4 separate regions of the Sus scrofa genome follow, and regions 1, 3 and 4 are each linked to region 2. The links are chromatin contacts, called in public HiChIP or PLAC-seq maps. All regions are on one chromosome and are shown on one strand. Each heading gives the region's core, a stretch centred on a gene start, on an enhancer-like site or on the middle of the called end of the contact. The rest is flanking DNA. Distances are from core to core; before and after follow the strand shown.

Region 1 (5,622 bases), core at 2,246-4,745, 310 kb before region 2:
CCAAATATTGAGACGATTCTTCTAAAACTTTTTTGCCGAACACGGAACTAGCAGCGTGTTCCCTGCATCTCCCCACACGCACCACTGGTTCTACCTCATTGGAGCCTCACTTATCTTTCATTGCAAACCTGGTCTTGAAAGATGGCCTTAATCTTAACAAGGCAGTTTAAAAAGCTGGCCTGCTTGTGTTTGCCAAGGTGTACATACTAACCATGTGATCTCCAAATATCAGTTTTGGCACTTTCTGTGTTTCCAAAATGTCTTAGAAACTGAGTATTATCAAAGCAGTCTAACCAAACCCTGTTAGGCTTATATAAAAGTGATTTTTTTTTTTCTCTCTTTTAAACCAGAGCACTTCTCTTTGTGCTACAGCATCTGACCATCCAACACATAATGTGTCTAGCTGGCCATTTTGTCATTTCCCCACTGTTAACCCAGGATCACCCTTAGGCATTTGACATTCAACTATTCGGCTTGATTTTTGTGCCCGGTACTGCTTATGTCTTAGTTAATTTTTATCCTAAAGAAAACGAATCCAGAAGCCCTTCATTTATGGCATACTCTAATCTACTGCCAGTGGTTCATGCAGTAATGCACTTGATTTTCAAGAAGCAATTCTAGTACAGTTTTTAATAAGTTTGGGCAAGATTCATTTTGGGCAAATTCTCTAAAAATCCCTCAGTTAATGCTTTACCACGGAATAATCAGAACCTCTCAACTTTTACCTTTTTTGCCCTCTGGGACAAACAAGGCAACAATGCCCCATCTCAATCAGATGTCACATCTTATGCTGTGACGTCTCCGTCCTGTCCTGACACCCTGTGCATATATATATATATATATATATATATATATATACAGGGCTTCTGCGAGGCGATTAGAGGCTGTGCCATTACAGACTTAATGACACAGCTTGAGCTCTTCAGTGCATCTGCTTTGAGACCAAACGGGCTGTTTTTCTCTCCTCAGTGCAGTTCCTGTTTCTCTTTGTTTAGGCAGTAAAATCTTCAATTCAACCATGGATTATCAGTGTCTTTATTCACAGTTTCATATTAACTGAAGCACAGCTTGGTCTTCGGAATAAAGTAACGTCTTTGTGGACTCAGGTATAAAATCAATATTAAAGTCAGTGAGTGATTAAATCTTTTCAAGCCAAATGGGAAATGTTTGAAATTCACATGCTTGCAAGCTGTTATTAAATATCAGTTCCAGAGTTTTTGGAGTACGTTTGAGAAATGCTTTTTTTCCCTCAAACTTTTTGGGGTCCGTGAAGCTAAAAAACCAGCTGCATCCAAGATCTGATTTCAAGGCAAGATTTACTGCTTTACAAACACAAACATGATACCTGGTCTTAAGAGAAAAATGACATCAGATACACCCAGAATGTTTGGCACTGAGATAGCTGCCAGTATGGCACAAAACATGATTTTTGAAGCAGGGAGGCATGGAAATAAACTATCTTATATTTTGGTACATCAGGAACATTTGTTTGAACAAACACTTGTTTGCCTGAATTAAGCCCATCAGTCCTCTTTAGGTGTAAAGCTTTAATACTTGTCTTGGGCTGTGACTTGTGTGTTTGATCTAAACGTGATCTGACATGTCCTACGTCTGACTAGTGCACTTACTGTTATGTACAGAATTCAAAATGTGACGGTTTTAGTATAAAATTTGGTTTGATACATGATATAAACTATTCAACAATTGTATATTTAAAACCGAGGAAATGTTTTTGTGAACTATTTCTACTCAAGAATGTATTTAAATTAAAATAATTAACATAAACAACACGAAGCAGTGATCTGTTAACTGGACAGGTCAGTTATCTGGGCTGTGGGAATAACTGGCACTACAGTTGAATAACTTTACCACTGGAGCTCAGAAGCCTACCATTTAAGAAGCATTGTGTAAATAAAAAAGTGACCACTTCAAGATTGGAGTCAGCACTTCACAACTAGTTCATAAAGGAGCCGTGTGCCCTATTCTAAGGGAAAAACCCCATGACGTGATGCTAGGCCTTTCGCGTCTTGTTGCTGAAATCCAAGTCTCTTGAGGAACCAGAAGAGCCAGGCTGGAATGTTTCACATGCATTGGGTGTGAATTGCTCCTTGCACTTGCCCATCCCTTTTTCGGTTAAATCTTTTCACATAGCTGCTGCTGCTCCTGACTAGTCCATCTCCGGGTCGGAGGCGCCCCCTCAGGACCTGAAGCAGAGCTGTAGGTAGCTGCCTTCTTTTATGATAGATGTGGCCCATCACAATATACCTGCTGCCTGGGGGGGGAAAGAAAAAAAAAAAAAAAGCCAACATGTAAATTCATAGTATCTTCAAAAATGCCACGAAACAATGTGAAAATGGAATAAGGACTTTAAGAAACGCCTAAGCTTGAATCTGTTATCTTGCTGCACATGGTGCATCTCAGACATTTATTTAACCCTCAAACAACAGAGACAGCCTAGTGACCTTTATAGAATAATCAGATTACCCAGCCTGTAAACAGCCAACACTAGGAGCAAAGTTCCTAATCACAACATATCAGCAGGACTTTACCGAGCACACCTCTAGAAAGACGTGGCAGTGCGCAGCACCCGCCCCCCAAAAAAGACGCTTCTACACTCAGTTTAAATGGCCCCGTAGGCGTCCCTTCTGGCAACGGTGTTTCATCGTTCCCTTCATTTGTCCACAAACATTTATTGAGTGTCTGCTTTGTGCCAGCCCGTGCAGTTCCCATCTTTAGCCGGTGGCGCGGGAGGAAGGTGTGCGCTGATGGAATTTAAATCCCAGAATTTAAATCCCCGAAATAATACCTGTCGTCTAAATTCTAAGAATACCCCTCTCCCCGTAAAAGGTACTAGGGTGACCGACAGAGACCAGGCTCCGGCATATTCAATGGTGTCATAAATATAAAATGGTCACTTAGTTTCAATACCAGGTTTAAATTCTGGACATGGCTTATTGCAACTGGAGGTGTCCAGGGCTAATATGTGGACTCGGAAGAAAAACCCGTCCGGAGTGATGTACAGGCGGCTCATCTTGTACAGCCCGTCCCGGTCCACCAGCAGAGTCACCAGCCGGATCCCTGTGCCGAGCACGTCCACATCATGCACGATTCCGTTCACTGCTGCTTGCAAAAAACAAAGAGTTTGGAGAAATACAGAGCGCTCCCTTCCTCTTTCTCTCCCCAGAGCGTTTTTAACAAATCGCGAAATAGTCCACACGGCTCTGGGGCCTGCAGGACCGAGCGGGTGGGATTCTCTAGGGTTTGGTTTAGGATCCCGGTGTACAGCCCGACTCCCTCGGCTCGGAAAGGCTCTCCCCGCGGCCGGGGCTCGGCCGTCCGGGCCCGGGAGGAGCGGCGGGCGGGGCTCACCGAACTCGCTGGCGCAGTAGGACTCGCGCACGTCCAGGTCCGCCCCGCAGGCGCGCGCGCAGGGCTCGGCGCCTGGCTCGGCGTCCTCCGTCCGCGGCGGGCGCGGCGGCGGCGGCGCGGGCGCGGGTTCCGGGAGCGGCGCGGCGGCGCGCGGCCGGTTGAGGTAGGCGGGGTCGGCGGGGGCCTCGGCGGCGCGCGCGGGAGCTCGCGCGGCCGGGAGGCGCAGGTGCCGGGAGCGCGCGCGCCGCGGGGAGTCGTCCAGCGCGGGCACGCGGCGCGGTGACGCGCGGTTCTCGGCCTGCGCGAGGCGCGGGCTCGGCGGGTCGGCGGCCGCGCGCGCTGCCTCCCGGAAGCCGGCCCGGTTCTCGGCGGGCGTGGGGGGCTTCCGGCGCCGCAGGTCCGACCAGGCGCGGGGAGCGGCGTCGGCTGCGCGCGGCCGCCGTTGGGTTTCGGGGACCGGCTGCGCCCGGGGCCCCGGTGTCTCTTCAGCGCTCGGGCCGCCGCCGGGGTCGGGCTTCCTGTTGTGGGGCGACGAGGCTGTAGGGAGAGAGGAGCAGAGGCCCGGGAGGGCGTCAGGGGAGGGGAGGAGAGGCCGGGCGGGCAGAGGGGACGGAGGAGGGGACGGGGAGAGGAGGGGGCCGGCGTGGGGGTGGGGGGAGCGTCGAGGGGAAGGGGAGAGGCCGAGACGAGAAGGGAGAGAGGAGGGGAGGAGAGGTGAGGCCGGGGAGGCTGAGAGATGAGGCTGCCGAGGGGGAGAGAAGCCAGTGGGGGGGAGAAGAAAGGGCTCCGGGAGGGGAGGAGATGGGGGACAATGCAAACGTAGCAGACACCTGCGAGAGGCGAGGTGGGGCGGCCAGGAGACTTGCAAGTAAAGGAAAAAGAATGGGAGGGGGAAGAGGAAGGCCCCCCAGCTTCTGAGGAGCACAGGTTTCCTAGGCCCCACAGGAGGACGGAGATGAGGGTCTTGCCCTCTAAGAATGAGGCCAACTAGGAAGAATTTTCTCACCGCATGGGAACATTTCATTTTGTTAAGGAACCTTCGCAAAGCAACGGCTTTTAAAATTACAACCACCTATTTGTTCCAGGACTAAACATAACTGACAACTTTGGTTAAATAACAAACTCTTTTTGCCCTTTCTTTAATGTATATATAAACATCCGCCTTTTTGCTCTGTACAGTTTGTTGAGAAAGTACCAAGAGCAAACCCCAGGGGGAAAGGGCTCATATTACAGGTTCTCCTAATTGTTTAAGCGCCCCTGACAACAGAACTATTTGGTTTTCCCATCCGTGTTTACACTGTCATCTTGGTCTCTGCAGAACCCAGCATTTGTGAGTGGATTTTTATCTGGCTTCTTGGACACCACTTATTAGTAAAACACAGCTTAGAAAGATTTTTAAAGTGTGGCCGGGAGGCAGAGGCCCTTGGTGAAGTATAAAAGCACACACATCACTTACATTGCCCTCCCACCCCCGCCCCCTTGCATGGTGGAGGAAAAGCTCCTAAATGGCATATGGCATGAAAACACATTTTTGAAATTATTAGTGATTTTCCCCAGCTCTGCAGGCAGGTTGGTGAGCAAACTTCAGCCAGCTTAGAAGCTGGGCAGCTTTCCATGCCCAGTTACACAATATCACCTCCCCGTTTGCCTGGGTCCCAGTGCCCTCCAGACGGGCACAAGAGTCCAGCTTTATTTTTCTATTGTTTTAACGGCTGGTTTTTAGCATTTCTCTCCTCTGGCATCGAAGAGCTTGGTCTGTCCATGTGCAGCTCTTGCAACACTTCGTTTAAAGTGATTTATCTTGCCAAATGGACAATCTCCCTTAAAATCAGCTTTCACCCAGCAATAATAGCTGGTTATAGTTCATGTTTTTGCAAAGAGGTTGATTCTGACTCATTATGTTCAACGTTGCCCATACACAGCTGAATAAAGTTCTGGTGGATATCCAATTCCTGACTGTCAACTGTTGACCTCACAACTGCTTCCCCATTGATATCACCATCTGTTGTCATGGGAAAGATTGTCTGATATTTGGGTTAAATGCCACTGAAGTCATTCAATTTCCATGTGGAAAAATAACCCAAAGTAAATTGCCCTGTGAGGTGCGGAAGCTATTTTTCCCAGAGATAGTGGATAGAACAGAAACATCCAAATAAAAGCAAAACAAAAACACCTCCCGTAGAGAACCTCATGTCTTCGTTCCCTCTGTAATTTTCATCTCATGCAATGAAATTGTGTGTGTGTATTTTAAAG
Region 2 (5,911 bases), core at 1,471-3,970:
GCGGCTCAGATCTGATCCCTGGCCTAGGAACTCCATATGCTGCCGGGTGGCCAAAAAAAAAGCTGATCTAATAACTACATGCCTCTGAGCTATAAAGAGAACTGAGACTAATGAGAAAGATATCAAAAAAAAAAAGAAAGAAAGAAAGAAAGATACCAGTTAGAGGCCATCCCATTACTCCAAAAAGTGAGGAGAGCACCATAACACAGGGAAAATAAGAGAAACTATACAGAGCTTTAGTGCTTAATGGTTATAAATTATATAAAGATACAGTGGCAGCAAAGGAACCTATGGATAAGACGGAGATATCTAACCAAGGACACAGTGCTAACAATTCTTACCCACAACACTGGTTAAATACCAAGACAACAACTTCCAAGTTCCACTCAATTTTAGAACCTATGAAGATACATTTACAGAAAAGGTGTGACTTTCACAGAACATTAGGCATGATTATTAAACAGTGGATGACCAAGGCTGTTGTTATAGATGGTTAGCATAGGTATTAAAACAATGAATGCCTATAATTAGATATAACTAAGATGCACACAAAGAGAAAGCTTAAGATTTTATATATGCTACAGGACATAACTAAAAGCACCGGAAACTTCCAGCCTCTGATACAGATACTATTACTCCCAATTTTTTAGTACCCTTACCTGGTACCTTTTCTCCCAAAATGGATTGATAAAGAGCAATAAAAACATTAGCATCACAATCTTCTAGTTCTCTAATCCTCAGGTGTATGTGACATTTCAAGAGAAGATTATTGGCAACAGTTACCCAATCTGTTGGGAAAGGAAGGGAAAAGATCAGCCTAACTGCAAAGAGTATATACGTTTATTTAAAAAACCTCACAAAAGCAGACATTGTATTCTACAGAAAATAAGAAATTCGATTGTTAGAGAATCTCAGACTGTCCTAGGCATGATTTTTTTTAAATGTATTTAATTTTTTGGGATGATTTACAAAATGCTATAATTTCAATGTTGTCGAAACTATCATGCAGGAATTCTCATTGTGGCTTGCTGGTAACAAACCTACCAGCATTCATGGGGACCTGGGTTCAATTCCTGGCCTCACTCAATGGATTAAGGATCCAGCATTGCCCTGAGCTGTGGTATAGGTTGGGGATGAGGCTCAGATGCTGTGTTGCTGTGGCTGTGGTGTAGGCCAGCAGCTGCTGCTCTGATTTGACCCCTACCAGGGAATGTCAATAAGCTACAGGTGCAGCTCTAAAAAGCAAAAAAAAAAAAAAAAGGCAAACAAAAAACCCACAAAACTATGATGCAAACTCAATTTTTACTGTTCCAAACTAAAATCTCAAATTACTCTACACCTTATTTTAGAAGCTATACGTAGATTTTTATTTAAAATATATTTACAAGAAGTCAGGAACATTATCTCATATACGAAAGGTCACCAGAAACTAATTAATAGATGTTGCTTCAAAATCCCAATAGCATTAGTCATGATGTTACCCAATTATCTTGCCCAAGTTGGAATTTCTCTGGTGCCCAAATAAGTGGTGATTAACTGAGGCTGTTAAGAACTGGAGTAATGACACCAACACTACTGCAGTTTTTAATTTTTTAAATTATATTTTGTGCACATGAAAAGAAATATGGTAAATACACAAAAACGTCTCTACATTCAAAATTAGCACATTACCAATACTGCTGAAGTTTCCTGCTGTCACCCTCCCTACCCTAGATACTGATAAGATGAGCAAAGTTATTTCAAGAGTTTGTCGGCCAAAGGAAACTTAGAAAAACCTGAAACAATTTGCAATTGACGGGAACGTTCTTTTATTCTGTGTGCGTTCTCTTAAGTATGTTCTAGAAACAAGTGCGAGTTTCCGTGTGAAAGCGTCTTCAAGGCATGTTATCTCCCTCTCCCAAAGTTCAGTACTCACAGCTGACCAAACCATGACAACAGGTTTGAACGCTGTCTTGGAGAAAAGGATGAAAGCGTCCTAGACAACCAAATCAATTCGCCTTTCAAAAGCGGTACTAGACAAAGCGAATGAGTCTAGAGATCACAGAAGAGTGAAGTCCACCACGGTTCTGCTATTGGCCGGGGGCATCAACAGATCTTAAAGAGGGCCGGTCCTCCAATGTTCAAATAAAGATGCAGGTACTAGCTACCTCAGTCCTCGCAATGCAAGAACTGCAGGCACAGTGAGTGGGTGGATTCCCCAGAAAAATACGAGTCCGGGGAAGCTACGCGACTGCCCTTTTCGCAGCCAGGTTGCGTGCGCTACGGGCCTCACCGCAAGGGCCCTTCTAACCCACCCCCAAAACCGCACCCCACAACCCGGAAAGAGCCAGGGAGCGGGGATGAGACCCTACCCAGAGAGCCCGCCAACTATCACGGGGTGTCACCAGCCCCGCCGGCCGCCCAAACCCGCCCGAGGCCTCAAGGTAAAAGTGGCAGGGACGTTAGGGGATTTAGAGAGGACGACTTCGTCCACACACACCGGAGCGACAGGCCGAGACTCACCAGCCTCTGAGCCGGCCATGTCGAGAAGGCAGGCCGCTGTCGGACTCTTGGCCCGGTGCGCGCGGGACGGAGCTCAGGGAGGGCCGCACGCCGCAGACCCAGTGCTGACAGGAGGGGGAAGCAAACGAAAGTGCCGGGAAGGAGGGATTAAAAAGGGAGGGACGTTAAAACCGCTTCTCGTTGCTGATTGGTCACCACAGGACCACTTCCTTTCGCAGCACGCGCTGGGGCGGCGGTTTGCGAGCTCTAAATACCATTCTCCGCCGACCAGATCCCGCTAAGGAGTTCTCAGGTGGGTGGGTTTAACAGCCCCGCGGGTCAACCAGCCGACCTGGCCGGTCTCCCCGGGCAATAGCACTGCACTTCCGGCGAGCGATTTCGTTTTGTACTCCTCCGCCGACGCCATCTGGAAAAGTAGTGCGGCCCGCTCACCCGGTGGGCGGGGGGGGAGTCACGTGACAATGTCAGGCTCCGCCTACCCGTCTCGCCGGGTTGTGGGCGTGAGGGCCCTTTGGAGACGTAAACATTTCCAAGAGAACCAAGTGGCTTGGTCTGGGTGGGCCATTTCATTGTTCGTGCTGGACCTGAAAAAGGGCGGGGCGACTTCCTTGAAGTGTGGAAGACAAGGAAAAGGTGAAGTCAAGAGAGTAAAAACTGAGGCTTCCCAGTAGTGGGTGGATGGACCCACCCTTGAAAGGAGTGAAAAACGGGAGGGATGGTTTGGGTGGGGGGAGGAGAAGGAGGGGCGAGAACATGGCGGATTTCGGAACGCCCGCGGGCGGTGCGGCCTCGGCGCAGGGGCGGGGTGATTAGGTCATAGAGCAGCTCCCAGCGTTCTCTGCGGCGGAGGAGGCGGTCCAGGCTATAAAACCGGCTGCCGGGACGCGGCCGGCACCTCATTCATTTCCACCGGTCTCTTGTCGGGCAGCTTGGGCTCCTGTCATCGCCGTCCCTCCGCCGCTGCCGCCCCCGCAAGGCTTCGCCGTCGTCGAAGCCACCTCCAGCGACTTGTCGCACCCGATTCTCTGTGCTTTGTTTCCCGCCAACCGCAACCATTGACGCCATGTCGAGTTATTCAAGTGACCGAGACCGCGGCCGGGATCGAGGGTGAGTGTGGGAACTGACCTGTCAGGCCCTGTGGGTGGGGGATGGGATGCCGATGCGGGGGGGCGGGGTGGCGACGGGAATTCGGCTTCCTCAGCCTATGTTTGGGCCTCGTCCCTCAAAGGCTTGCGCCATTTTGATATTTTTGAAACTGCCTGGGAGTTTCATGTTAATGGTTCTCGAGATCTCTTCTTTTGTCTGGGATGGGGCATCGCGGCCTCGATGATTTATCAGCTCTTGGGAGAATTCCAAGGAGCGTATTTCGAAGGGAGGGGAGCGCAGCGCTTCGAGGCGGACGAAATCGCTGCTGTTAGGTGCAACCTTTCGGAAGGTGTTTTGGGGGCCCCAGGAATTTTGTGGGTGGCGAGGGGGCCGTCTCCGATGCCGTTATTGCGGCGGGGGCAGGACGGTGACCGGCACCGCGGGAATCGGCCATGTGGCTGAGCCGCGGGTACAAAATGCCGGCATCGGACATGGCGGCGGCGCCTTTGTTACCCCGCCCGGCGGAGGAGCTCAAAATGGCAGCGTCGAGAAAATGTGGCGCAGAGAGAAATGCGAGACAAAGGGGGAAGCGCCGCCCCAGCGGGAACGCCGCCCGGCCGACTCCGCCCGGCAGGGACTCCTCCCCCGGTAGTCTCCAACGCCTCCTTTTCTTTTTCCTTACGTTTATATAATTTTGCTACCTTGATCGCGGTCCTTTCTGGGGCATCTCTCCAAGTCATTCGGCTTGCGTAAGTGTCCGCGAGATAACCCACCTTTTTCTGCTCTGTGTGCTGTTCCGTTATCTATTAAAATCAAAGCTCCTTTGCTTGAGAACAGCTGGTAGATAACATCGCTGTTAGGCTTATCCTTTCTTGTCTTTCTCTCAGATATTTAGTTTTTAAGTTCATGGGAGAGATTAGTAGCCCCAACTATTGACGCTCCTTGTAATCTGAACTTCTGGCATTCGGGCAGCCACTTTCCGACCTGTGAAATCCCGGGCTGATGATTTGGGTTCAATGGCGTGTACTTGGTACAACGGGAAATGAAAAGGATGCGGTGCTAATTGTGGCTTTTGAGAGAATGACCGTCTGTTCCACCTGGAAGTCTTTGATATTTAGCATGTGCCAAGGGGTGGTTAATATGTCTGTACGTGTTCGAAGATGTGACTTTTTAATTTCAGGTTTGGTGCGCCTCGATTTGGAGGAAGTAGGGCAGGGCCCTTATCTGGAAAGAAGTTTGGAAACCCTGGGGAGAAACTGGTTAAAAAGAAGTGGAATCTTGATGAGCTGCCCAAATTTGAGAAGAATTTTTATCAAGAACACCCTGATTTGGCTAGGCGAACAGCAGTAAGTAATTTCATGTGGTTTCTTCAGGCTGTAATTCAATAATTAATAACTTTGCAGTGAATCAAAATCTGACTAGAAGTTCCCTGCACATAACTAAGTTTTGGGGAACTCATGCTGAGTAAGTAAGGATCTTACTTACTTTGGGGAAGAGGAGTTACTACTCACTTTTGGAGACAAGTGACTTTTTCTACTTAAAATGGTTGGGTGTAACGTAATAAGTGGTTTTTGTTTGTTTAGGGTTTTTATATGGATCCAAATTTTAAAAGGCCATCTTAAAGTAGTTAAGTCAATTATGAATTTAGGAGCTTATTGGTTGCATTTTCAGTTAAGGGGAGTTGTCATGAGAAGACAACTGGATTTTTGTAATTTGTTTTGTAGCAAGAGGTAGAGACATACAGAAGAAGCAAGGAAATTACAGTTAGAGGTCACAACTGCCCAAAGCCAGTTCTGAATTTTTATGAAGCAAACTTTCCTGGTAAGTGCTAGTTTTCCCTACCTTAAAAAAAAATTCTTTCTCTCGGCATTTCTAATTTTAACTTACTTGTTTATGATTACAGCAAACGTAATGGATGTGATTGCGAGGCAGAACTTTACTGAACCCACTGCTATTCAAGCTCAGGGATGGCCTGTTGCTCTAAGTGGATTGGATATGGTTGGGGTAGCACAAACTGGATCTGGGAAAACATTATCTGTAAGTTGGGCAACTTGTAATTCTGTGTCGAGTGATTGAGGAAATGGGTTGGAAGTTAAAAGAAACCAGAAATATTTTAATGTGTAACTTCTGTTTGCCCCTTCTCTGAACAGTATTTGCTCCCTGCTATTGTCCACATCAATCATCAGCCATTCCTAGAGAGAGGTGATGGACCTATTGTAAGTATACCTTAAGCTTTGTTTAAAAGTACAGAGATTTGTCCAGTAGAAAGCAAATGACAATTTGTGGTGATTTTAAGTGGAGACGTTAGCTGTTTTGTACCATT
Region 3 (5,703 bases), core at 253-2,752, 310 kb after region 2:
CTCATGGTTAGTAGTCGGATTCTTTTCTGCTGCGCCACAATAGGAGCTCCTAATCAATTTTTTATAATTGCAGTACAGTTGCTTTACAATGTTGTGTTGGCTTCAAGTGTATTGCAAAGTGATTCAGATATATACATACAGCCTTGGAGCTCCCGTTATGGCTCAGTGGTTGACGAATCCAACTAGGAACCATGAGGTTGTGGGTTCAATCCCTGGTCTTGCTCAGTGGGTTAAGGATCTGAGCTGTGGTGTAGGTTACAGATGCGGCTCGAATCCCACGTTGCAGTGGCCCTGGTATAGGCTGGCGGCTACTGCTCCGATTAGACCCCTGGCCTGGGAACCTCCATATGCTGCGGATGCGGCCCTAGAAAAGACAGATATATATATATACACAGTCTTTTTCAGATTCTTTTCTGTTATAGGTTATTATAAGATATTGAATATAGTCCTGATTACTTTGCTTTCTCCAGTGTTGCTTACTACTTTCCCCCAAAGCCTGAAAAATCTGTCATATGAGCAAGATGGGAAAAATTAGAGAAGTTGCTATTCTTTTTTCCTTTTTCTCCTAGAATATGGAAATGTTGTGCTCTGAAAATTATTTTATTCTCTCTTGTTACAATGTCCTCTCTCCCTGCTTCCATCTCAGTGGAGGGCGGCATGGGACCCAGGACCAAACAGCTGCCTGTCTCTTTAGATCAGGTTAATAGCCCATAACCTTCAAAAAGACCTTGTATGAGTCCTCAGCAAACCCACTCCCGTGTGGCATATGTCAAGCTTCACATCTACAAATGCCACACAAACACATATGACATCACAGCTGAAATGGTTTCCTTCTTTGCTTGTAATTTTTGGCGAATGAGTTGGCCATGGTTATTCCAAAGGGAACATGGTTGTTGGACATAATTTGAGGGGAATTCCTGAGGGGAAAGAAAGGGAAGAAAGGGGGCTTTAGGCTAAATGAGACACAGCTAGAGCATCCCAGGACTGCGAACTCAGAGACAGCCCTTCGCAGAGCACAAGTTCTGGGTTTGCGGGAATCGCCTGCTAGAGTCTGATCCTCACTCCCGAGCTCGCCAACGATCCCTCCTACTGTCTTCTAAGGCGTGAGGACGAAACAGGGGTTCTGGACACTTGGCATCGCCACACTCCTGCTCTTTCCTGATCAAGTATGACGTAGCAGGTCCCTCGGCGACCGAGCCGCCTGGAGCAGGGGGTGAACCCGCGAGGCGAGGTTGCTGGCCTCCCCTATTCCTCAGACAAGCTCCTTGACTGGGTCACTCAATGTCCCTAGACGCGGGACCGAGGTGTCTGAACGTCCGCTCCCACAGCTGGTGCTGAAGGACCCACGGACAGTCAGAGGGCCGCCCCGCCCATGGCCCCGCCCACCACCACCCCTTCCGCGCTAGCCCCGCCCCAGTCTGCCCTCAGCCCCGCCCCTGAGCCTGGGCCCCGCCCCATCTCAGGGCCATCCTTAGGCTGGGCCCCGCCCCGACCCCGCCCCGACCGGAAGAAGCGCCGGCTCCAGGCTCTTATACGGTGGGGAATGGGGGTGCCGCCACCGCCTAGTCAGCTCTGCGTTCGCTGAATCCCGGCCGCAGCCGCGCTGTCGTCGCGGCGCCCCCGCCCGGTCCTCTGCCCGCCCGCCCGCACCGCCCCTCTGGAGCCGGCCGGCCTGGAGCCAGGGCCGAGTCCTCGCCATGCCTGGCCGGCTGCTTCTGCTGCTGGCGTTGCTGCTGCCCGGTCCCGGGGTGAGTGACCGGGGAGCTTGGGGTGGGGGCAGCGCAGGGAGGGCCGGGGTCCGAGCTGGGAGTACGGTGACGTCGGCGGCGGCGTCCCCTGGCTCGGTGCGCCCCGGCGAGGGCGGCGCCGGGAGCGGAGCGACGGCCTCTGGACCGGCCGAAGTGGCGGCCACGGCCGGCCGCGCCGAGGCGTCCGCCACCCAGGGGCCTCGCGGGCCAGCGCGGCTGTCACCCGCAGCGCCTCCTGGGCCGCGTGCTCTCTGGCGCAACTTTGTGTCGCCCCAGCGGCACCTCTTGTCTCCGGAAGGCCCGGGACCCTTGGGAGCCGCCCCACCTGCCGGACCCTTCCCACAGGTGGGCGCCTGCCCTGCCTGGCGGTGGCCGCGGAGAAAGGGCAGAACGGGCCCTGTAATCAAGGGGGAGAGAATGTGTTGCATTTATTATCCGCGTTTGAACTTTCCAAAATGCAAGAACTTTGGGAAATGAAGGCAGCTGGAAGGGGGTAAGCAGTTTTAGCCCAGACCTTGATTCTGCTTACCTGCTCCAGGTTTCTTGGCATTGGAGGCAGCGGGCTTCCTTTCGGGCAGCAAGCCTTGGTGAAGTAGGTTAAATGGTGGGCGTTGGAGTGTTTTTCAAGACCCCCATATGGGACAGCGGTGAAACCTCTTGGAAACTTCAAACGGAAGGTCTCCACCTCACGGGAGAGCACCATGGGACTGTCTGAAACGTCTTTTCATTTCTTTTCTGGAGAGAAGAGCTGGGTTGCTCTTCTATTTATTTAACTATTTCAGGCCTTTACTCAGGCTGTGGATTTGGGCACCGTGGCTAGGAGGACATTTTGTGGACAGATTTGGCTTTTTTTTTCCCTTCTGGCTGGAAGAACCTAAATGAGCGAGTGGTTTAAAAAAAAAAAAAAGAAAGAAAACAAAACAAGAAACTATTGTTCAGGATGTGGGCATGGCGCACTGGAGCAGGTTCTGTTTAATGACCTCCACTGTGTACTTTCTAATATGGTATATCAGGTACCAGATGTCCAGATGGAGGATTGGCACGTGTGTACCTGAGTGCCACAGCATGAACTTTTCCGAGGTTGTGCATTTTCGGTAAATAATAGTCTGCTCTTGAGGTAACAAGCATTTGGAAACAGCTGAAGTAATGTGAGGCCCCCTTTTTCAAATGCAGCGTGTTTTTTTTTTTTTTAAGGAAAGTTTGTACACACTTCACAATAAAACTCATGTAAGTTCAGTTTCTTATCTAAGAAAAAAAATTCACTTTCACAACTAGGGTCAGGTTTTGAACTTGAACATTTTATCTTGCGCTGGTTAACTGCTGCCTGGCATCTGTTCACAAATAATAATGTAAAGGGAATGACCAAAATGTGTGACCTGAGAGTCATTCCTTCCATATCATCAGGACTTTGTGTGTATGGTTTTCTTTGCCACATCTTTTCATTTGCTAATCTTTCACTGGATTCTCGTGTTTTAGTTTTTGAATAACTTTGGCTAAAGAGCCAAAACTATTTAGCTTTAGTTAGGACTATAGTTTCAGTTCATGTAAATATTTCCAAATTGTATTTAGAAATCCAGACTTCTCTGAGTTCATGGTAAAATAGTCCAGACCCTTATCAAAAGGTTATGTTTTAGTGTAACTACTTTTTAGGGAAAGAGGTCCGAATTTGACTCCGAAGTTGACTACTAGTAAAAATTTCATTCCTCAGCCATAGTGGGAATTATCTTTTAATATTCTTAAGTGAAACCTGTTGCAGGGTTTGCGTTAAGCTGGGCAGCAGTGATGGTGTGCAGAAGGTCCTGGCTGTAAAATGAGGCAAACCTGAGTTCTGTCGGGTCCCTTGCTAGCCGTGCCCTCAGAGTCTTGGAGACTCTGTTTCCTGATCTGTGAAATGGGGACAGCTAACACACGAACACCTGTGACGGGACCTGGTACCTCATAGATGATAATGTGAATTCTTGCTACCCCCAAAGGTGTTTTTTTTCCTAAGTCATCATTTTTAAAATGTTATACTATGCCTAGGCAAAGAACATTTTTGTGATGCTGTTTCTTTGTGATTGATGAAGTAACTGGAGTGCAGTGGAGGCAATATTTTGATTTTCCTTCAGTGTATGTCTGAGCCAGACATTGACTCATCCACGAGCTGAAACTCTAGGCTCTCAGATCCACAGTGCAGTTACCTCGGTGTTAGGAAGCACTTGAGGCTTTCTTAGGTTAATCCAGAATGTGCTTATTCAGTCAAGGAGGTTTCCCCCTCCTTCCTAGACCCGGATCTTGGCTTGTGTTGCATCATGGCTGTCACATCCTCGCTGCCCTGTGGTCCTCACTGTACAGCGTTTGGGTGTCACTTCTTTCAAGTGCCCGAGAGTTGGTGGCATGTGAGGCAAAGCACTTGCAGCGATGGCATATGCCATTTCTTTTACTCGGCGGACGTTTTGGTCGTCGAGGGCAATAGACACCATCGCTGAGAACCGCGGACCGCGTGCGCGCAGGCACACAGCGAGACTGTCGTCTGAGACGGGGGTCTTCGCTGGAAACGGTCTTGATCATCACTTATTCGGATAGTTAGTTATCCCCTGGGTGAATTATCCTCCCAGGAAACGTCAAGTATTTGCTGTGCGGCCGCGAGAAGTGTTTTGTTCCGCTCCCATTCTGTGCACTGTGCGTCTGCAGTTAGCCTGTAGTTGTGCACGTGTGTTTGTGTTGTTTCCTTAACTCGCCAGCTCAGGAGGTTCTCCCGGTAGGAAAGCTTCTCAGAGCGCAGGAGGAAATGTCTATGAGAGGAATCCTTGAGGGAGTTCGATGGTAGACAGGATTCCTGAAGCGGGAGGAGTAGGTATTTGCCTGCCTCCAAGGTTGACTCCCTTTCTCGGGTTGAAGAATCACTGGATAGCTGTTTCATTTTCATCGGAAACCTCTCTGGTTTGGGAATCCAAAGTAATCTTTAGGTTCAATGTTGTGTATGTTTTACAGGGATCAAATATTCTCCCTGAAGAGATGATATAGGGGAGAAAAGCCTCATGTATCATTTTAATGGATTTGGTTTTTATTATGCCACATAACTTGGGGCCTGTAACCTAGCAATGTGATTAGAGTGTGATGCTGGCTGAAAAAATAGGGACAGTGAATCATAGGCTGTGAATAATAAACATGCCGGTTGGCTCTGTTTCCCAGGGCCTGGGGATTTTTTTCCCTCCTATCTTTATCTTTACTATATCCCATGGTTGGTTTCAGACTTGCCTGCCTCAGAGCAGCACATGCCCAGAGATATTTAAATGAGTGCAACAGGCCAGATACGGATTGGGAAAAGTAGGACTTAAAAAAAAAAAAAATCCTAAGGTTCTTGCTTGCATTACTTTTTAAAATTTTAAGTTACTTTCACACGGTCTTTGCATCCTTTCTGATTCTTATGATCTTTGTTCGTGTACAAACACACAGCGAGTAAAACAGTGTAAAAAAAAGTCTTCTGTATCTTTGTTCAGTTTTTCCTCACAGTGTTTCGTGTGATCTGTTTGGGAAATGTTCTGAGTGCACCACTGCATTTGTCACTTTTGGTAGCATCCGAGTAAACCCTCATTGACGCAGAAAGCATTTGGGCCTTTTGTGCCCAGCCCCAGGTTGGTCACTGGGATCTTCACTGACCAGGGTTGATGTGGTAATAAGCCATGCTTTGCCTAGTGATCACCCTACCGTGGTCCTATGGGTTGTTTCCAGCTTTCCTGCTGTTATTGGAAAGATGGGTTTCCTTTTCTTCAAATCTTTTGTGTTTGGTGTCTTCTGTATGATAACATGGGAAGATTTGGAAAAAAAAAAAAGAAACTCTCAGAGTTCCCTCTGTGGCACCATGGATTAAGAACCTGATGGCAGTAGCTTGGGTTGCTGTGGAAGTGTGGGTTTGATCCTTGGCTGCTGCAGTGGGTTAAAGGATCTGGTGTTGCCACAACTGCAGCTTGGA
Region 4 (6,210 bases), core at 1,756-4,255, 290 kb before region 2:
ATAAGTCTGGAGTCAACACAGTTGGATCTGCTCACACTGTGAGCAGGATGGGATAAGGATGGGGAGGAAGTTTTGTCTGTGTGGCTGCCCATGGAAAACTCAGTTTATTCATTTATTTTTAATTTTATTGGAGTATAGTTGACGTAAACGTTGTAGTAATTTCAGGTGTACAGCAAAATACATATAAACTCAATTTAAAAAGGCAGAGAAAGAGGTGATGCCATCTGTCAAATTGGCGGTTCCTTTTCCTCAACCTTTTTCCTTTAAAGACCCGTATAAACTAAATGATTCTGTAGGTGAGATTGTGACTTTCACTTGCAAGTTCTCACTTGCAGTGCTGTTAAAACACGGAGATGCATTTCCTAATTTGTAAGTACAACAGACCTCATAGCTCTGTAGAGAAAGCGAAATAATGACATTTCAAAATCTACTTTGAGTTCTAAGTGCCTGTAATCACTTTTTTCCCCTTGCACCAAAATTAGTCTGTGTACGACCCAGATGGGACTCGAACCCACAATCCCCAGCTCCGGAGGCTGATGCCTTATCCATTAGGCCACTGGGTCACCACAGGATCCGCGTTCTCACACCATCTCCTTACGCGATGCCATCATCGCGCCCCGCCCCCGAGCTTGGCGGCCTCACGTCGGGCGGCGTGGGATTTGGGAGCCGCCCCCAGCGACGGCAAAATGCGCCTGCGCTCTCGGCCCCGCCCGCCCTCAGCCCCGCCCACCAACCTAGCCTCCCCGCGCATGCGCGTTGTCCTCCCCACCCGCCTTCCCCGATGGTGCGTGGCCTGCCTGCGGGATTCTCTGCGCCGCAGTGAGTGGCCTCCTACCTGTTGGGTTCTTACGGTAAAGGTCTCAGCACTGGCTGCATACTAGATATTAAGCGCACTTGGGGAATTGTAAAGAAAATTCCGAAGCCTGTCCTCCATCCCACCCCGTTCTAATTCTATTCACCTGGGTAGGCCCAGGCCTCTGCATTTTACAGAGTTCAGGCCCCTTCCTCTGCCGGAAGGTTCTCCTGCATCCCCCTCAACCTTTCCTTCTTTATCAAACTACTTCTTTTTCATTCTTGCATTTAGTCAACGTACATTAATTGGATAACCCATTAAGGAAGGCAACTGTTAGGTCGTTGCAGGGTGAACAAAATTTTCTTCAAATTTGCCCGTCTAGGTTTGAATGCCATTTGTTCCTGTGTGAACCTGACAAGTTACTTAACCACCCGCTCTTCTCTTCTGTGAAATGGAACAGATAGTAATACTACCTCACAGAATTGTGAAGATGAATTTTCATATCGGTAATACCAAACACTTCTAGGCACGTAATACCGATATTTTCATGCAAAAGAAAGCCCAATTACACTAACTTAAACAACAAAGGAAGTGATGATATAATTATCACAAAGGATGATATAATTGCAGCCTTCTGAGGTAGGTCAGGATGGTGATCAAAGCTTTCATGGTTTCTCTACAATTGTCTTAACTCAAATTTCTAGAACTCACATCACTCAGTTCGGAACAGAGCCTGCTTTCCCACCTCCAATCATTAAACAAAAAGCATAGGCTTCACAACTGGATGAAATTAGGTCAGATGACTGCCCCTGAGCCATTCATTGTAGCAAAGGGAATGCCTTGCAGTGACTGGTTTACAGGTGAATTCCTTCCACGTTTTCGCATTTGGGCAGATAGGATTATACTGATTGGGTAGGTGAGAGGAGACAACCTCCTGTGATTCCCTTGGCTGCTACACAGTGCATGAAGCTGGCAAAAATGCCTGCAAGAAGAGACGAAGACCATTGTTTGAATTTATAGTAAAAAACACACAAACAACAAAACCAATACAGCTTTTCTTAAAAATACCCTTTTCAGAATACGGAAAAATTATGAAAACAAAGTGGCCTATAACACTGACATTACGAGAACCATCACTGATGCTTTTTTAAAAATTACAAGAAAATGCAAGCATTTTATTCAGAAATGTATAAATTGTAGCATAAGTCATTACTGGAACAACTGACAAAATTTGAACATGGACTATATAATAAATCACATCGAAGTTCAGATGTCTTGAATTTGATGATTGTGGAGTGGTTATATAACAGAATGTCCTTATCCTTCCAAGGTGCAACCCAAAATATTTAGGGATAAAGGGACATGATTTCTCAAACTTACCCTTCAAAAGGTTGAAAAGTATCATGTAAAAGCTATGCATATGGGCCTACTAGTACGTGTGGGTATTTACACAGAGAAAGAAATAGTAAATGTGGCAAATGTTAACACTTGGCAAATATGCATAAAGATTTATAGTTCTTTTGTATTTGAAAATAAAAAATAAGACTGGAGAAACAGATGTAGTAAACCTTTTGTTACCATTACTTGTGCCGTCTATGCAGTCTTTTATGATGCAAGTTAGAAGAAAAAAAAAACTAAACTAAAAAGTGCAGCACAAATCTGCTTTATCCATCCCCTCCTTGGTGGCCCTGCTAACCTTTGGTGGCCTTTTTCTTCTGAGTCCTATCAGAGAAAAAAATACATAGCAATGTATTTCTATATCGAAATTTTAAAAATTATTTGGGGAATCATTTGTGGTTCTCTTAAGGCAGACGCCAAGGGTAACGACCAACCACTGTACACGAGTAAACCCTCGGTAAAGGACCGAGGCTATGGCCAAGGCGGGCTGGAAACTAGCCCTTCGCGCTGCACGCCGGGACCTGAAGGCTGCCGCCTCCGAACTGCGGGGCGCTCTGGGATCGCCCGGCCGCTCCCTCATCTCGCGATGCTATCGTATCTTCTGGGCCCTCTGACCCCTCCCAACGTGTTTTTCAAATCCACCAATGGACGTCTAGCATAAGCTCGAACCAGCCAATCGGAATGCGGAGCCACCGGGAAATTTAAATCGCGCCGGCTGCACGAGCCACACTGTCCTCGCGCTGACCGTGGTGGACGTTTTGAGAGACCCTGAGCCGCAGCCTGAGCGCCCCTGACCGCCTCCTGTGGAAGCCTGAGCCGGCTGTGTAGGTACGAACCTAGGCCGCAGTCCGGCCTGAGTGGCAACGGCTGGCCTGTAGGCCGGGCTCGGCTTGTGGGTGGCGGGAGGGAAGGCCCGGGCTATACGCCTGGCCTAGCTTTGGCTTCTTTGGTTGACGAGGCCTTTGGGGTCGTTCGTTTACGAGACGGGTGTTTGGGGATGCGGGTGCTTGGGTTTTAGGGCCCGAGGCTCTGCAAACCGCCGCAATGGCATTTACTCGAGAATCAGAGTGAGGCCCGAGGGCGAAAGCCCAAGTAGGTTGCCGGGCGCCTCTGGCTCCTCCTCCGTCAGTTCCCGGCTGCTCCTTCCCCGAAATGGGGCGGGGAGGGGGGAGCAGGGGAAGGGACTGGAGATGGAGGTGGCAGTTGGAAGTGCTGTCTCTTAAAACACGTCGGCCCTGGGTTGGTTGTGTCACTATTTCGTAAAAGAACAAAATGAAATTAAAGATAGCCCCCTCCCCCCCTTAGGAGGACTTTTCCTTTTGTGATCTTTTGGGGAGTGCGCTTAAGTAGCCACGTCTGAGTGAAGCACAGCTGGGGATATCAACCTAATTTGGTGCATTCACTCGGAATTCCTCGAAAGTGTGCGAGATGCTGAAGATGAAGAACTGCGTCGCGAGTTTTCAGTGTGGACAGGACATTTTATGAAAGACTCCATAACGTAATGATGAGTCAGATTTTTAACAACTTTCAACTGTGGAGAATGTACCTGTTAGGCCATTTAAAGACAGTGGAGCCTCCAGAGGATCTGAATTTATGGCCCCTAGGACAAAGATTTTACCTATAAGCTCAGTCCCCCTACTCCGAGTTCAGTTAAGTATTTGTAGATCCTCTATAGAGTCTAGAGCCGCTCTGTGCAGTGCGGTAGTCGCCAGACGCAAGTGGCTAGTCTGAATCGAGTTGTGCTGTAAGCTTAAAGTACAGATCTTGAAGAATTGGTAGGAAAAAAGAATGTGAAATATCTCAGTAATTTTTTTGATATTTTAACGTGTGGAAATGAGAATATGTTGGATGTGTTGGGTTAAATATTAAAATTAATTTCATTTGTTTCTTGTTACTTTTTTTAAACAAAATGTGGCTACTAGGAAATTTAAATTTAGGCTGCTTGCTTTATATTTCTGATGGACAGCACTGCTCCAGGAAGTCTCAGCCCTTCGGAGGGGAGGGGCCAAATATCCTTTGGCTAAAACTACATAGTGCTGAAAAAGGAAGTTCCTCTTCCATTACAAAAGTGTGGATTCAATATGTTTTCGATAATTCCCTTGATGCTTACCGTATTGCCAATCAAAATGATAAAAGGGAATTTTTTTTCTCTCCCTCATCTTATAGATACCTCCCTCCCTTTGTCTCATAACCATGTCCACCAATGAGAATGCTAATTCACCAGCTGCCCGCCTTAACAGATTCAAGAACAAGGGGAAAGACAGTACAGTGAGTACTTTCTGTTGCTTTCCTGTGGTATTTTTTAAATGGCAATATATTTGAAGGGGTCAAAACTTTGAAGGAATTTGAAAAAAATGCCATCACTTGGCAACAAAAACTGGTGTAATAGGTGAAATGATATGTAATTTTCTCTCAAGGAAATGAGGCGGCGCCGAATAGAAGTTAATGTGGAGCTGAGGAAAGCTAAGAAGGATGACCAGATGCTGAAAAGGAGAAATGTCAGCTCTTTTCCTGATGACGCTACTTCTCCACTGCAGGAAAACCGCAATAACCAGGTAAGGATATTTCAGCTTGTGATTATGGTAAACCCAGAAAATCAATATGGGTCTTTTCTTAGAAATTTAAATAACATTCCTAGCTTTATAGTCTTAACTATCAAATGTGAAGATCTTTTATTTTTGTGCTCCCAGTCAGTAATTCTAGTGAGCTGTCTTCTTTCCTTCCCACACTTAATAATCTACTAAAGTTGATTCCAAGATTGTCTTTGGCTCTGATCTCCCTTCAAGACTACCTGCATTTCTAGCTGTCAGCTTCGGACCTTGACCTGGTCATTCAAGTGTTAAGTGAAAGTGTGTGCAGGACCAACTTATTTCTACCTTTGTCTTTCTTGATTTTTTTTTTTTTTTTTGCTTTTTAGGGCTGCACCCTTGGCATATGGAATTTCCCAGGCTAGGGGTCGAATTGGAGCTACAGCTGCCAGCCTAACCACACCCATGTGTGACCTACACCACAGCTCATGGCAATGCCAGATTCCTCGACCCACTGAAGGAGGCTAAGAAGGATGAGTCCGCATCCTCATGGGTACTAGTCAGATTTGTTTCTGCTGAGCCACAATGGGAACTCCAGTTTTGTTTTGTTTTTTTTGGCCTTGCCTGTGGCATGTGGAAGTTACTAGGCCAGGGATTGGACCTAAGCCACTGCAGTGACAATGCCAGCTTTTAACCTGCTACAGCAGAAGGCAACTCTTTCTTGAATTCTTTTTTTTGTTTGTTTGTTTTTAAAGTATTCTCTATTTTTTTGTACTTGTCAGCAGCTTTAAAAAAAAGGAAAAAGTCAGATCTTTTTCCTCCTGAAGCATTTTCAGTAGTTTGCTAATTTTTTTTTTTTTTTTTTGGCCACTTCTTAGGCCGCTCCCACGGCATATGGAGGTTCCCAGGCTAGAGGTCGAATTGGACCTGTAGCCACCGGCCTATGCCAGAGCCACAGCAACACAGGATCTGAGCCGCGTCTGCGACCTATACCACAGCTCAGGGCAATGCCAGATCCTTAACCCACTGAGCAAGGCCAGGGATCGAACCCACAACTTCATGGTTCATAGTTGGATTCGTTAACTACTGAGCCACGTCGGGCACACCAGTACTTTCCTAATTTTATCCTTCCTTTCTTTCTATGCCACATACTATTAACCTAAAAAATTTCCTGGAGTTCCCGTCATGGCTCAGCAGTAATGAACCCAGCTAGTGTCCATGAAGACGAGGGTTCAATCCCTCTCCTGACTCAGTAAGTTCAGAATTTCGTGTGGCCATGAGCTGTGGTGTAGGTTGCAGATGCACTTGGATCCCACATTGCTGTGCCCGTGGTGTAGGCTGGCAGCTGCAGCAATTCAGTATCTAGCTGGGAAACTTCCATATACTGCATGTGCAGCCCTAAAAAGCAAAAAAAAAAACCCCACAAACACCTAAAATGTTGCTTTAATCATCTTAAGAAACTTTGATAATTTTTTTTTTTTTTTTTTTGTC

Evidence for each region. HiChIP or PLAC-seq counts read pairs in DNA pulled down with a chosen protein or histone mark.
Region 1: an H3K27ac HiChIP or PLAC-seq map of alveolar macrophages shows a contact between it and region 2. The contact joins the promoter of C12H17orf58 here to the promoter of DDX5 in region 2. A contact is called at or near these places in 2 of 5 promoter capture datasets (fetal liver and liver), 1 of 47 Hi-C or Micro-C datasets (heart right ventricle) and 1 of 2 datasets of contacts at active chromatin or transcription factors (alveolar macrophages).
Region 3: a contact with region 2 is called in an H3K27ac HiChIP or PLAC-seq map of alveolar macrophages. The contact joins the promoter of ERN1 here to the promoter of DDX5 in region 2. A contact is called at or near these places in 1 of 5 promoter capture datasets (fetal liver) and 1 of 2 datasets of contacts at active chromatin or transcription factors (alveolar macrophages).
Region 4: a contact with region 2 is called in an H3K27ac HiChIP or PLAC-seq map of alveolar macrophages. The contact joins the promoter of KPNA2 here to the promoter of DDX5 in region 2. A contact is called at or near these places in 2 of 5 promoter capture datasets (fetal liver and liver), 4 of 47 Hi-C or Micro-C datasets (heart right ventricle, liver and psoas muscle) and 2 of 2 datasets of contacts at active chromatin or transcription factors (alveolar macrophages and skeletal muscle).

Annotation. Positions count from the first base shown.
Region 1 is chr12:14,258,184-14,263,805 of Sscrofa11.1, forward strand. C12H17orf58 (UPF0450 protein C17orf58 homolog) reads right to left here and starts at 3,496. Exons shown (of 3, transcript XM_021068119.1): 1 at 3,370-3,496; 2 at 2,929-3,120; 3 at 1,020-2,272. The coding sequence starts at 3,031. The coding sequence ends at 2,082. It overlaps LOC110256159, which reads right to left. Exons shown (of 4, transcript XM_021068075.1): 3 at 3,284-3,906; 4 at 3,115-3,123. The coding sequence ends at 3,115.
Region 2 is chr12:14,568,992-14,574,902 of Sscrofa11.1, forward strand. DDX5 (probable ATP-dependent RNA helicase DDX5) reads left to right here and starts at 2,721. Exons shown (of 14, transcript XM_021066761.1): 1 at 2,721-2,794; 2 at 3,431-3,609; 3 at 4,769-4,934; 4 at 5,313-5,409; 5 at 5,492-5,625; 6 at 5,739-5,804. The coding sequence starts at 3,566. It overlaps CEP95 (centrosomal protein of 95 kDa), which reads right to left and starts at 2,660. Exons shown (of 19, transcript XM_021066757.1): 1 at 2,503-2,660; 2 at 660-788. The coding sequence starts at 2,521.
Region 3 is chr12:14,880,411-14,886,113 of Sscrofa11.1, forward strand. ERN1 (serine/threonine-protein kinase/endoribonuclease IRE1) reads left to right here and starts at 1,503. Exons shown (of 22, transcript XM_005668695.3): 1 at 1,503-1,748. The coding sequence starts at 1,698.
Region 4 is chr12:14,282,307-14,288,516 of Sscrofa11.1, forward strand. It overlaps KPNA2 (karyopherin alpha 2 (RAG cohort 1, importin alpha 1)), which reads left to right and starts at 3,006. Exons shown (of 11, transcript NM_001163404.1): 1 at 3,006-3,019; 2 at 4,358-4,459; 3 at 4,609-4,746. The coding sequence starts at 4,385. It overlaps TRNAR-CCG (a tRNA gene), which reads right to left and starts at 563; the gene lies at 491-563.